Linked DNA regions of Triticum aestivum: region 1 is linked to region 2. The links are chromatin contacts, called in public Hi-C maps. All regions are on one chromosome and are shown on one strand. The core of a region is the stretch at or near the end of the contact, and the rest is flanking DNA. Distances in the headings are between cores, read along the strand shown.

Region 1 (6,077 bases), core at 459-2,958, 520 kb after region 2:
TTTTTGAACCGGGCTAACCCCCTTTCCATTGCATGACAACGGAGATACATCAGTTCCAGAACCATTACAGAGAACAGGAGAGATTTATAGGCTCCCAGGATTATCCTTGCCCCAAATCTTTGGATTGCCATACGGTAAACAAATAATCAGTTTCAGTTTCAGTAGACCTAAGTTAAGTGCAGAATCTTGGGCAGTACGTACCGACACGTTCAGGAGTGTTATCCCCATCCCAGCGTTTTGATGGAAATGCTGTAGTCCCAGTAGTACAGATCACATGTGTAACTCCCTATGAAAATAGACCCTATATTTTGATTTATTCAATTATGCATACATAGATGGTCGAACAATTATGCATGGATTCAGCTTCAAAATAAATAAGTATTCCTCTGTTCCTAAATATAAGTCTTTTTAGAGATTTCACTATGGACTACATATGGATCAAAATGAGTGAATCCACACTCTAAAGCATGTCTATATGCATCCGTACGTAGTTTGTAGTGGAATCTCTAAAAAGACTTATATTTAGGAACGGAGGGAGTGGAAGAGAGCAACCTCAAACATTTCTGGATTCAAAGCGTCAGCATTTCTCGTGTCCGCTTCATAAACCTGTAAAAAAGGAGACTCACTCGTATAAGGAAGTCACAGTTTGGAGAAAATAGAATGCTGAAGCTAGCTGTTGATGTAATTAAGATTACCTGCAAAACACTCCCATCCTGCTTGCCAAATAAGGACGCTGCCTTTTCAGGGTTTCTTATGAGCAGCCTTGTCTTAATTTTCCTGCTCAGCAAAGATGCTACCAGCAACTGACCTGCAAGGACAAGGATAAGGATCCTACACGATCAATATCTAGCCCAAATTCGTCAAGTAACTGTGAAAACTGTAACTGCAGGATAATAATCTCTATATATCAGACTGACATGAGATGCAAAGCAGAAAGGAGTATGTATACCTATAGAAAACTAGCATGTTTAGATCGCTTGCACAAAACTCCTGATGGCAAACAAAAATTGTAGGGAAGAGAAAGAAATCGCGGCTGCAGGTTACAGGTCAATTTCGGGTGAAACAGACGCACAAAACAACTGACAGTTATTAGGCGGGCTGCCACGCCATTTTGTGTCCAAGTTGACCTCACCCGACAATCTTGTTCCTCTCACAAACTAAAAATAGTTTATACAATACAGAAAAAGAGAGGCAAGCTTCAGTAATTTCTTAATCGAATTATGAGCTGACACCCGTCGCTACGAACTCATCCGTGGATAGATACCAACAATGTACGGAGCTTTTCTCGAGAAAAGAATATAAGCAATTAAGAGCAGCGAAGAGGAGCTCATCTCCTACCTACGCCGCCGGTTCCGCCGACGACGAGGACCAGCCTCGAGGAGGCCTCGGCCTCGGCCTCTTCCTGCTGCGCGGTCCTGGGCTCCACTGCCGCCGCGAGCCGCCACCCACCTCGACCCGACGCGGCGAGTCTCGAGGACAAGGGAAGCGAGCAAGACCGCAGCACCGCTGTGCCGCCTGGCTGCGCCAAGACGGGCGGCTGGCCGTGTTTGGAGGTTGGGTGGCGCGACGATGAGACCGCCAGCGCCGGGCTGAGGTGAGCCGTCGCCATTGTTGGAGATGAGATGACCGCGGGGGACCAGGGGAGGGGGGCTCTGGAAACTTGAGGCGAGAGCGAGAGGGGGAGTGAGATATCGGGGAGCTTGGCGGCGAGGGGGAGTGGTCCGGGACGTGCGGCGCGGCTCAACCACAACCCAATCCGGATGGGCGCTGATAGGCGCCGGCGCACCGGCCTAAATTTGGGCCGGTCAGCGCGTATCCGTTCGATAGCAATTCTTTGTACCGTCAGATCTGGTCCCTTTTTTCTCTGATACATCATGTGGAAACAAAAACAAAAAAGAGAATCTCCTGCACATCCCCACCTCACTCACGCAGCCCACCATGGCCGCCCCTGCCGCTGACTTCGAAGCCCGGCTGGCTCGCCGTCCTCGCAGCACCGGTCCTCGCCGGATCCAAGCTTTTCCCCACTCTCTTTGGTTGGTGCTTTTTTTCACGGTTGAAGCTTTCCTCATGCCGATTGTAGCAAAACAAAAACTCCAGTAATCTGTTGGAGCAAAACAATCAGCCTGATGTAGCATAAAAAACACCGGTTCTAGCAAAAAGCAAAAATTGTTCTAACAAGAAAAAAAAATGAAGGTTCCAGCAAAAACAATAAATAATCTTGCCGGTTCCATCTCTTCATAGGCTGGTTGGAGCAAAAATGATTGTTGGTTCAAGCAAAAAAAGACCAATGCAGCAAAGACCCATGGTAGCCGGTGTCCATCGCCGTCCCAATATCATCATAGCCTATGCAGCAAATTCAAATGCTAGTTCCATCAAAAACCAAAAGAGGTTCCAGCAAAAATCTGATGCATCAAAAAATCATGGCAGTGACGGCGCCACCATCCCGTCAATTGCAACAAAATCAAAAGAAGGTTCCAGCAAAAAAAGAAGTGATTCCAGCAAAAACCAAAAGAGGTTCCAGCAAAAACAAAAAATGTTCACCAAAATCAAACGGGGATGGTAGCAAAAAAGAAGAAGGATTGTAGCAATAAAAATAGGTGGATCCAGCAAAAAAACAACCTGGTTCCAGCAAAACCCGCGTTCCAGCACAAACTCGTCGCCACCATGGTTGATTGGAGCTTGGCCATGGCGACTAACGAACCATGGTTGCGGCGGCCATGGAGTCATCTAGTTGCTGGTGAACAAGGCGACCAGCACACCCCTGGCTGCATGCGGCCATGAAGAGGGGTGCATCCGGCGCCTGCGATCCACCCAGAACTCAAACGAGGCCTGTTAGGCGACGATGGTGACGATTACTAGCTGCCGGCGGCCATGGCGACGAGCACCTTCCTTGGCTATGGGTGGGGTGGGGATGAGATGGGGATGGCTCTCGATGGGTGGGGATGAAGATGCGGTATGATCTGGATGAGGATGAGCAACGAAGGGATAACGATGCAGGTCACGAGCGGTGGTGGGCCCCTAACAGCCACGCGTTTTGACTGTGGGCTAATCGTGATGCTTCAATCAGCAGTAGATGAACGACCCGTGCGTGACCGGCAGAAAACTCGGCCGACGCGCCAGGTATAAATGTTTCCCAATCCGGATTGACGAGCGCCGCGTCTCCCCCGTCGCCGCCGACTCGTGCCATCAGTCAGACGTGTGGGTGTGGTACGTCTCCACGTAGTCACATTTGAACCGTCCATCGGACTTTGATCCGTACCAGAGGTCTTCATCGCGCCGGTTTCTCGCCCCGCTTTATAAATAAAGCACACCGAATAGAGTACACGACCGAACGATACATAATCACGAGGTAGCCATCAAACAATGCCGATCCTAAGATAACCGGATCACGCAGACACTACGCTATCGGATCCCGTCCGTTGCAATGGAAGAAAAACGAATGCAACGCATATGCGTGCTTATAATGTAGCAAACATGGTTGCCATGAATCAGGCGAGATTGCGGCTTGACGATAGTACCGGCATGGATGAGAGCAGAATCCCAGTTGAGATGCTGAAGGCGCGTCACGAAGACATCCACAATCGTCTATGATGTTGATCTCTATGTGTGTTGTCGAAGCGAATGGGCATGGCGCTGGGGGCGGAAGTAGAAACATGGTATGTCTCCGGTTGACATGAACCATGATTGGCCAAAAACGCCCAACAGCGCAGCATCCAGACTGTGTAATCATGTGCAGGGAGATGCATGCTAGATGAGAGGGGATTCGGGGGAACCAAGACGACTCTCAATGGTGGGTGGGTAGGTGAGAGAGAAACGAGAGAGGAGAAATGAGCCCCTGACATGGGAACATTAGTGCATCCATTGTGTTGCAACATTTAGAGTGAATTCCACTTTTTACCCCATATTTATACATTTGTGACACTAATTACCCCTTCGAGTGAAAATTCGTCTAGAATACCCCTTTTGAAATCTTTAGACCCTTGTTTTTTGATGCGTGTCCATCAGATAAGGTGTGAGGTGACGCCCTGTATCCAAAAACATGTGGACGGCCACAAGGAGTGGAACAGATAGACAAGAGAAGACAAGATCGCCAATGATGCCCTCCGATCCTTACAGTTTTTTTTACAAATCAATGACGCAACATGCCGATCCTATCGACCATAAACAGACAAAATGTAAAACTGGGGTAAAACCGTGTTAAAAGTCTCCAAAATCTGACATTTCGATAAAAGTTCCGCTAAATAGGGTAATATGTGTCACAAATGTACAACTACAAGGTAAAAAATGGAATTCACTCCAACATTTATGCGGAGTTCTTATAACTGCAGTACGAAATTACCATCGATCTTTTTCCACATACACGGCTTCAGCTGAAATGGCAATGCCATCAGCGGTCGTGCTCGTCCCGACGCCTTTATTCTGTCCAAGCGGCATGATCTCGACATTCGCCATTGCAGCTCGATTTGAAAGGCATTGCATTAGATTATCTTTTATATCTCCTTTATTCCCTATGGTTGCTTTTGGAATCTCAATATGCTTTGGAAATCGTTCTTTCGATGCCGATGTTGTCCACACGCATTCACAAAAACAGGTGTGCAGTGTTGATAGAATGCTGGTGTGGCACATGTGGTACATCGTTTTCATCTTTCTTGTTTTGCGGTACGCCGTGCAAACTGTGGATGTGCAAACCTGTGATTCCAATTGACATCTTCATCAAATTGTGGTGTTGCACCCAAAAAAGACCACCATGGCACGAAGAATTGCACAAGGATGCTAGCACGAGTGCTGTCGACCATCGAGGTCCATGGGCTCATTACCACTTCAATGTTCGCAAAAGTTGGTTGTCACTAGCCATTACCAACACCAAGAAGCTCGTGACCAAACAAAATCAAGAGAAAAACACAATCAATGTCCAATTAGGCATTACACAACAAAGGAAGAAGAACTTAACTTAGGAATGCAATGCATTTCTTCATCTCACAACCTAGAAAAAAGAGCCTTTACCCCGCAAAAAATGATGATAGAAATAGTAGCTTTTTAAAAAATGTGAACGTAAGAAATCATGATTCTTCTAACGATCATATGACTAGAAAAAAATGCCTTACACGAAGGCTTAAAACTTCTCCCACGTGAAGAGAACCAAATTGTACTGTCAGACAGGTTATCTTAGTATGTGTTTCCAGTGCATCTTAGCACGCAACATTTGACGCTGCACAGAAAATGTTTACTAGTGGCGCATAAATATGTGAATATCTAGATATAATTTAAAAACATTGCAAGATACACGGCCCCGATAACGGAGCCAGTCTTTGAAAAACAAAGCGGCACAAGAAAGAAAAGGAACACCGCAACTTCTATGCGGGTGAAATATATTAGGAAATGCAAATATGCATTCATGACCAAGAAATCAAAGGGAGTCGTCATTCACATGTTTTTCCTTCTATATACCCGTAGTAAGGCCGGGCGCGCAATGTGACTCCATGCAGCATGAGGTCTTGAGGTTGGAGAAGACTCACAGCTTCACAAAGTGGAATAGTGAGAAGAGGAACCAAACGGGTGCACGGTGGCCAAAGGAGGAAGAAACCTACACTAGTCAAGTCAACCAAAAAACCAGGCATCGTCTGTCTAGCTATCTGTCAAAAACATACTGTACTGCTGTAGCGCGGGGTGCTGAACGGGAAATGAGCATCAAGTGGGAATAAACTATGTCTCCGAGGTTCAGCATTGACCAGCCCTTCTTCGTTGTCGCCTCCTGATTCGCAATCAGCACTTCCATGTCTCCCGTTCCCCATGTTCCACCATCGCCATGGCTGTGGCTGTCCCCTCCTCATCCTCCTCCTCCCGGGTTTCCCCTTTGATGAATCTTCGCTGCCGTGCGCAGAAGCGGCGGCCGCCGGTAGCCATAGGGTCGTCCTCTACCCGCACTCGGAGAAGGTCTCGTCCATCGTGAGCAGCAAGTACAGGACCGCCTTCCATTTCCAGCCCCCCAAAAACTGGATCAACGGTACATATGCGCTCATCTCTGCACCTTCTTTTCTGTTTCTCCCATCTGTAAGTGCAGGTCCCATTTCTGAGGC
Region 2 (6,032 bases), core at 2,705-5,204:
CGCACTCTATTTTCGTGTAAATTTCATCCATTCAAACCTCTCGTTCAATAGCTTTATTTTTATGTTGGCTCCCTCTGTCCCAAAATAAGTGTAGCTGATTAGTACAAAGTTGTACCAAAACAACGACACGTATTTTGGGAAGGAGGAAGTATAATCTAAAATCTTACAACTTTGTGATTATATAGGATTGAAGAGGACATGCTACTCCAATTTTAAGTTTTTTCTATTTCTGAATTTTAAGAATCCTACGAACTAAAGATCACAGGCAAGACCTCTCTTTTTTCTATCGTGTTACCCACATTTGCTGAATGATGATGCACCCACTACATCACTCATCACGATGCAGCAGTGTGTTATTTGCACCATGGGGGAATCTAGAGGGTGGCCAGGATGGGCCGCGACCTGGGGGATCCTATTGGTGTTTCAAGCGCCAGGGAAGCTCCCTGGGGCCCACGTGATGCCCATGGTAGGCCAGCCCATGTCCTTGATTGATTTTGAAAGGAAAAAAAATTGCAAAAACAGAAAAACCATGAATTAAAAAGAGATCATGCATTTTGAAAAAAAGTGAATGAATTTGAAAAAATATTATCAAATTCAACAAAATCATCGAATTTGAAAAAAGTTCATAAATTGTTTTCAAAAGTCACTGAATTTAGAAAAAAATTCATCGATTTTGAAAAAAAATCATCAAAATTGAAAAAATTCACCGATTTGAAAAAGTTCATCAATTTTGAAAATAAAAATCACCGATTCAAAAAAAACATTCGTCAATTTGGAGAAAAAAATGAATTTGAAAAAATTTCATTGAAAAAAGAAAAAAAGGAAAAATAAAAGATATCGTGTTATTCGGCTTTGCGGTCAGGCGCCTGTTTGTAAAATACACAGTAACGGGCGCCATTTGGTCAAGGCTTAAGTCAGGGAAACTTTTCGTCCTCCCTGGCCTAATCCCGGGGACGAGAAAACACGAGTCACGACTCGTGGGAGAAGTCTCCCGTCTCTTTCGCCCCATCTCTGTTCGCAAACCACGCCGTCGTCTCACTCAAACTTTCCTTGTCCCTTACGCCGCCCACCTCAATCGGTCGACCCCTCCTCTCTCATCGGTTCCAACCTCTCCCTGCTGGAACGCGCCGTGCAGAGAAACTGAAGTCCGTAGATCCCCGTTCACTCTCTACATTTTTGTTCATGAATTTAAGAACTCAAATTGTGAAGCTCACTGTGTAGCTAGGCATGCTTGGTGTGCCCCATGCTAATTGATCAATAAAGTCTAGTTGCTCAAAAAGATAATCTAATTACCGGTTAGAGTAGAAACAATTTCTACATATACTAACATCTTGCCAAATGGAAGACGACATCTTGGCAAATCGGGTGTCCCACCGCCGACTAGCTCGTTCGTTGCTCCCGTCCTGTAATAGAGATGAAACTTTTACAAACATAAAATCCTCTAATATTTCTACGTAGTAGTACACCATTCGTTCAAAAATTTTGATGTTTATAGTGGGAAGTACTCCCTCCGTTTCATAATATAAGACTTTTTTGACACTACATTAATGTGAAAAAACATCTCACGTTATGGGTTATGGGACGGAGGGAGTAAAAAATAATAGTTACTGTATGGGTGAAGTGAAGCCGGGAGGGAGGGCCAATCATGTGCCGGGCCCAGCCCAAAAAGCATTGCGACGCGATCTCCGATGCGGAAAAGATGCGACGCGGAGCCGGACCCAGTCAGAACTGCGTACCACCAACGCGACCCTGCCGCGAACAAACACGAGGGCCGGTGGGGCCCGCGCCCATTCAAGCGCCACAAACGCCAAAGCCGGAGGAAAGAGAGCGCCAGAGCGGCTCGCTCTCGCGCGAACGCCTCGAAGCCCGCGCACGCCGTCCACCGCTTTGTCTACTCGCCTCACGCTGCCCCACGGGCCCCGCGGCTTTCCGCCAGGTGGGACCCATCCCCCGCCCCGTACCTGAGGCTGCGCTGTGGCCCCATCCCATCACGAAGCTGCTGCCAAACGCGAGGACTGGTTTCTGTGGAAGCGGAAATTTGTTTCCGTAGATTTCTGTTCACTTTTGGAAAATTGTTTGACGGAAACAATTTGGAAATATTAATTGGTTGCCAGAGCAATAACCCTCTTTTTTTTTGCGGGGAGACAGCAATCACTTTACTTGCACGAATTAGTTATGCCTAATATTCTGGTTAGTTGGCAAGGAATATATGACAGGCCGATTACGATTAGATCAGCCAATGGAACGGAATAAACTTTGGATTTATACCTCCTTTTCTAGCGCCTTGTGGGAGGGGGAATGACAATTTATACCTCCTTTTCTACCGCCTTGTGTTGGGGGGAATGACAACTTTCCTAGTCAAAAAGGGGCACAAATTTCTCACCTAAAAAAAGCAGGACATGTTAGTAAAGCTCTTGAATCAAAATGATGCATCGAATTTTATTTCTTGTTTACAAATCTGCCTATTGGAGTTTCTGCTATGGTCTAGTGAGGATGGAATATATGAAATGCAAACGAACTGGAATACCGCCTGGAAAGAGGGGGAAACTTCCTGCCGCCAAGAGAATCCAGCTGAGAAGGGAGAGGATATATAATCCAAGTGCCAACAGAATACATATCTGGATCAATCACATCGCATATCTTAATTTTGCCTACATCTCAGATCAGATCTCACTTAGATCCATGCATCAACAAGGTAATATTGTTCTCCAAAATTAGTAAAGTAGTACTACTAATCAAGAAATCAAGATCCATCAATAAAATTACAGTGCAAAACAAGCAACACCAAACAGGTCAGCTTTGAAAAGCGAAGTGAATGTACGGGGGAGGAGACATGATAGCAGACCACGTTCCATCAGGAAAATCAACAAAGTACCGAGCCTTTTTCTCTACCGAGGCTCTGTACACCAGTTCAGACTGTCGATAACCTTAAACGTGATTAATTTAGGTTTTCAGATCGGTAATAGGCACGGAAATCGAGTGGATACCACAAAGAAAGAGCACACGGGTTCCAACGCATTGGAGTCAGGAGCAGCAGACAAAGTACGAATGCGACAAACAGATAGTGAAGCCAACGAGCACAAATTATGGATAATTCATAGCGGAGTTCATCTCATTCAAACAGTAAGATAGCAGCAGACACAGGAAGATAACCATGGCCGCCGGACACAGATCCAGCGGCCAAAAGAGTCCACCTAAAACCCTCCTAAACCAACCACGGAGATCTCATCGGACGGACAAGGGGAAGACACGACACGACACACGACTCTCTTATTTAGATCGACGACACGGGACACGGGGCGACGACGACAGGCGACCGGCGGGCGGACGGATCTAGAGCTGGCCGCAGTCGGCGATGACGACTTGCTTGGAGCAGGTGCCGCTGCGGGAGCCCACCTTCTCGATGTTCTTGACGACGTCCATGCCCTCGACGACCTCGCCGAAGACCACGTGCTTGCCGTCGAGCCAATTGCAGGGGACGGTGCAGATGAAGAACTGGGAGCCGTTGGTGTTGGGGCCCGCGTTGGCCATGGAGAGGATCCCGGGCTTGGTGTGCTTGTGGACGAACTTCTCGTCGGCGAACTTCTCGCCGTAGATGGACTCGCCGCCGGTGCCGTTGCCCTTGGTGAAGTCGCCGCCCTGGCACATGAAGTCGGGGATCACGCGGTGGAACGAGCTGCCCTTGTAGTGCAGTGGCTTGCCGCTCTTGCCGACGCCCTTCTCGCCGGTGCAGAGCGCGCGGAAGTTCTCCACCGTCCGCGGCACCGCGTCCTTGTACAGCTCCATCACGATGCGCCCGGCCGGCGCGCCGCCGACGGTCATGTCGAAGAACACCCTCGGGTTGGCCATCTCGCCGGGATCGGACGGGCTAGGGTTTTGAGATGGGGATTTCTGTGGGGATTGGATTGGAGTGGATTTCCTTTGGCTTCGGGCTCTGTGATCTGGCAAGGGGAGACCGGGCGGGGTTAAATAGGCGGCGAGGTCCGGGGCGGGGGCGGCGGTGGCCGTCCGATCGGGACGCGTGGTGGCATCGTGGGGCGCGGGGGCTAACCTGGGAGGTTCGGCGGCGCGGTTGCGGGAACCGTGGTTAGGTCTAGGGTTGGGTTCCCGGTGGACGCGAGCAGCACGTGACCCATTCCAACACAAGCCTGTATGACATGTGGGGCCTGCGGATGCCTCTCGATGAGGGCGGCCTGCAGGGTTCCGTTGGTGTGGGGATCGGCGACGTGGGCCCAGAGTGTCAGACGGGGTGGGTGGACGCGGCGTGCGTGCGAGTTTTTATTGGATCTTTGTGGGGGTGACTAGGGTTGCGACCATGGTTACCCGGGGGTGGTTGGGTCGGGACTAGGGTTAGGTTGGGATATTTGTGCTTTTGGACTGCGCGCGGTCCACAAGGACCGGGTGGTGCGGCGCGCGTGAGATTTCGTGGGAGTCTATGGACCGGGTGCAGGGAAAGCTGTGGTGAACACGAGCGGAGGATAGAGAGCGAGGGTGGGGAAGGGATATGCCGCCGCGCGAGTGGGCGATATTCTGTTCTGGCTTGGATCGCACGCGGACTGCATGTGCAACTGGCCCGGGACGATTCCTGCCGGCCCAGCCCGCTCGGGCTCTGCGGCGCAGCGCCAACGGGCGGCTCATCGGGGCCGTCGAGTGTGGGTTTGGACGGTCGAGATCCGCGTGATGAGGGCTCTAGAAGCTTCCTTCTCATCTAGGGCCTGATCGAACTGTGAGATGCCTATTTCTCTCTTCTTTTTTGGGAGGTAAAAACTACAGTATCTGGGCAGAAATATAGAGTTGCGATTTTTAGGTAAATAATTTATTTTTTGAATCCCTGAGATCATGGACTGTTGGAATCTGCTATTATCATGGACTGGTTTGTTGAGATCATGGATTAGAGAAATATAATACTAAATTTGAACTATGACGTAACAACAACAACAACAAAAATACTCCGAGGCATCTTAGTCTCTTTCTAGCAAATCATTTTACCTACCCTTCCATTGCAAAATATTTGAAACACTATATTCGTTCGAAGTTAAACTTCTCTATTTGACAAAGTCTATAGAAAAATATGGGAATATCTACAATATCAAATGTATAGTATGAAAACATGAATGTAATGAAACTAATTTCGCGTTGTAGAGGCTGAAAGATTTTTCTACACCCCTCTTTTGAACAGTAACCACGAGAGGCAAAAGGGAAGGATCTCCCATATCACTTGTTCCGCCAAAGGCCGGATCAGCGGGCCCTCCCTCTTCAGTCATACTTGCAATGGCGGGGGGTGAATGGAGCTTTGATCTGCGTGGAAGGTGTTTAGCTACTAGGGTTAGGCTCTCTAGCGACACTGACAAGGTGGTGATGGTGGTGGTAGCGTTGAATAATGGTATTCGAGCTTGTTAACCATCTCAACAAGGTCACATGTGGCGGCATCGACGAGCCTCCAATGTTGTTTGCTCCCCGATCTGTCGATTCGGTGGATGATTGATACATCCATTTTGCATCATGCTTTTATATCGATATTTATTGCATTATGAGCTGTTACTACACATTATATCACAATACTTATGTCTTTTCTCTCTTATTTTATAAGGTTTACACGAAGATGGAGAATGCCGACAGCTGGAATTCTGAGCTGGAAAAGGAGCAAATATTAGAGACCTATTCTGCACAACTCCAAAAGTCTCGAAACTCCACGAAAATCAGTTTTGGAATATATTAAAAAAATTGGGCGAAGAAAGAACCATAGGTGGGCCACCCACCAGCCACGAGGGTGGAGGGTGCGCCCTACCCCCCAGGGCTCGCCCCCTGCCTCGTGGGCCACATGGCAGGCCCCGACGTCCGTCTTCTGCTATATGGTGTCTTTTGCCTTGGAAAATATCAGAAAGAAGCTTTCGGGATGAAGCGCCGCCGTCTTGAGGCGGAACATAGGCAGGACCAATCTAGGGCTCCGGCGGAGCTGTTCTGCCGAGGAAACATCCCTTCGGGAGGGGGAAATCGTCGCCATCGTCATCAGCATCGATCCTCTCATCGAG

What was found. Hi-C and Micro-C count contacts between places; a contact is called where the count stands out from the background.
Region 1: a contact with region 2 is called in a Hi-C map of leaf, with 6 times the contacts expected there. The contact joins the promoter of LOC123135873 here to the promoter of LOC123135870 in region 2. A contact is called at or near these places in 4 of 5 Hi-C or Micro-C datasets (leaf and an unstated tissue) and 1 of 1 datasets of contacts at active chromatin or transcription factors (leaf).

Annotation. Positions count from the first base shown.
Region 1 is chr6B:74,383,818-74,389,894 of IWGSC CS RefSeq v2.1, forward strand. It overlaps LOC123135873 (sanguinarine reductase), which reads right to left and starts at 1,709. Exons shown (of 9, transcript XM_044555110.1): 1 at 1,339-1,709; 2 at 696-808; 3 at 553-606; 4 at 202-286. The coding sequence starts at 1,609. It also overlaps the pseudogene LOC123135876.
Region 2 is chr6B:73,863,272-73,869,303 of IWGSC CS RefSeq v2.1, forward strand. It overlaps LOC123135870 (peptidyl-prolyl cis-trans isomerase), which reads right to left and starts at 3,955. Exons shown (of 1, transcript XM_044555108.1): 1 at 3,066-3,955. The coding sequence starts at 3,849. The coding sequence ends at 3,334.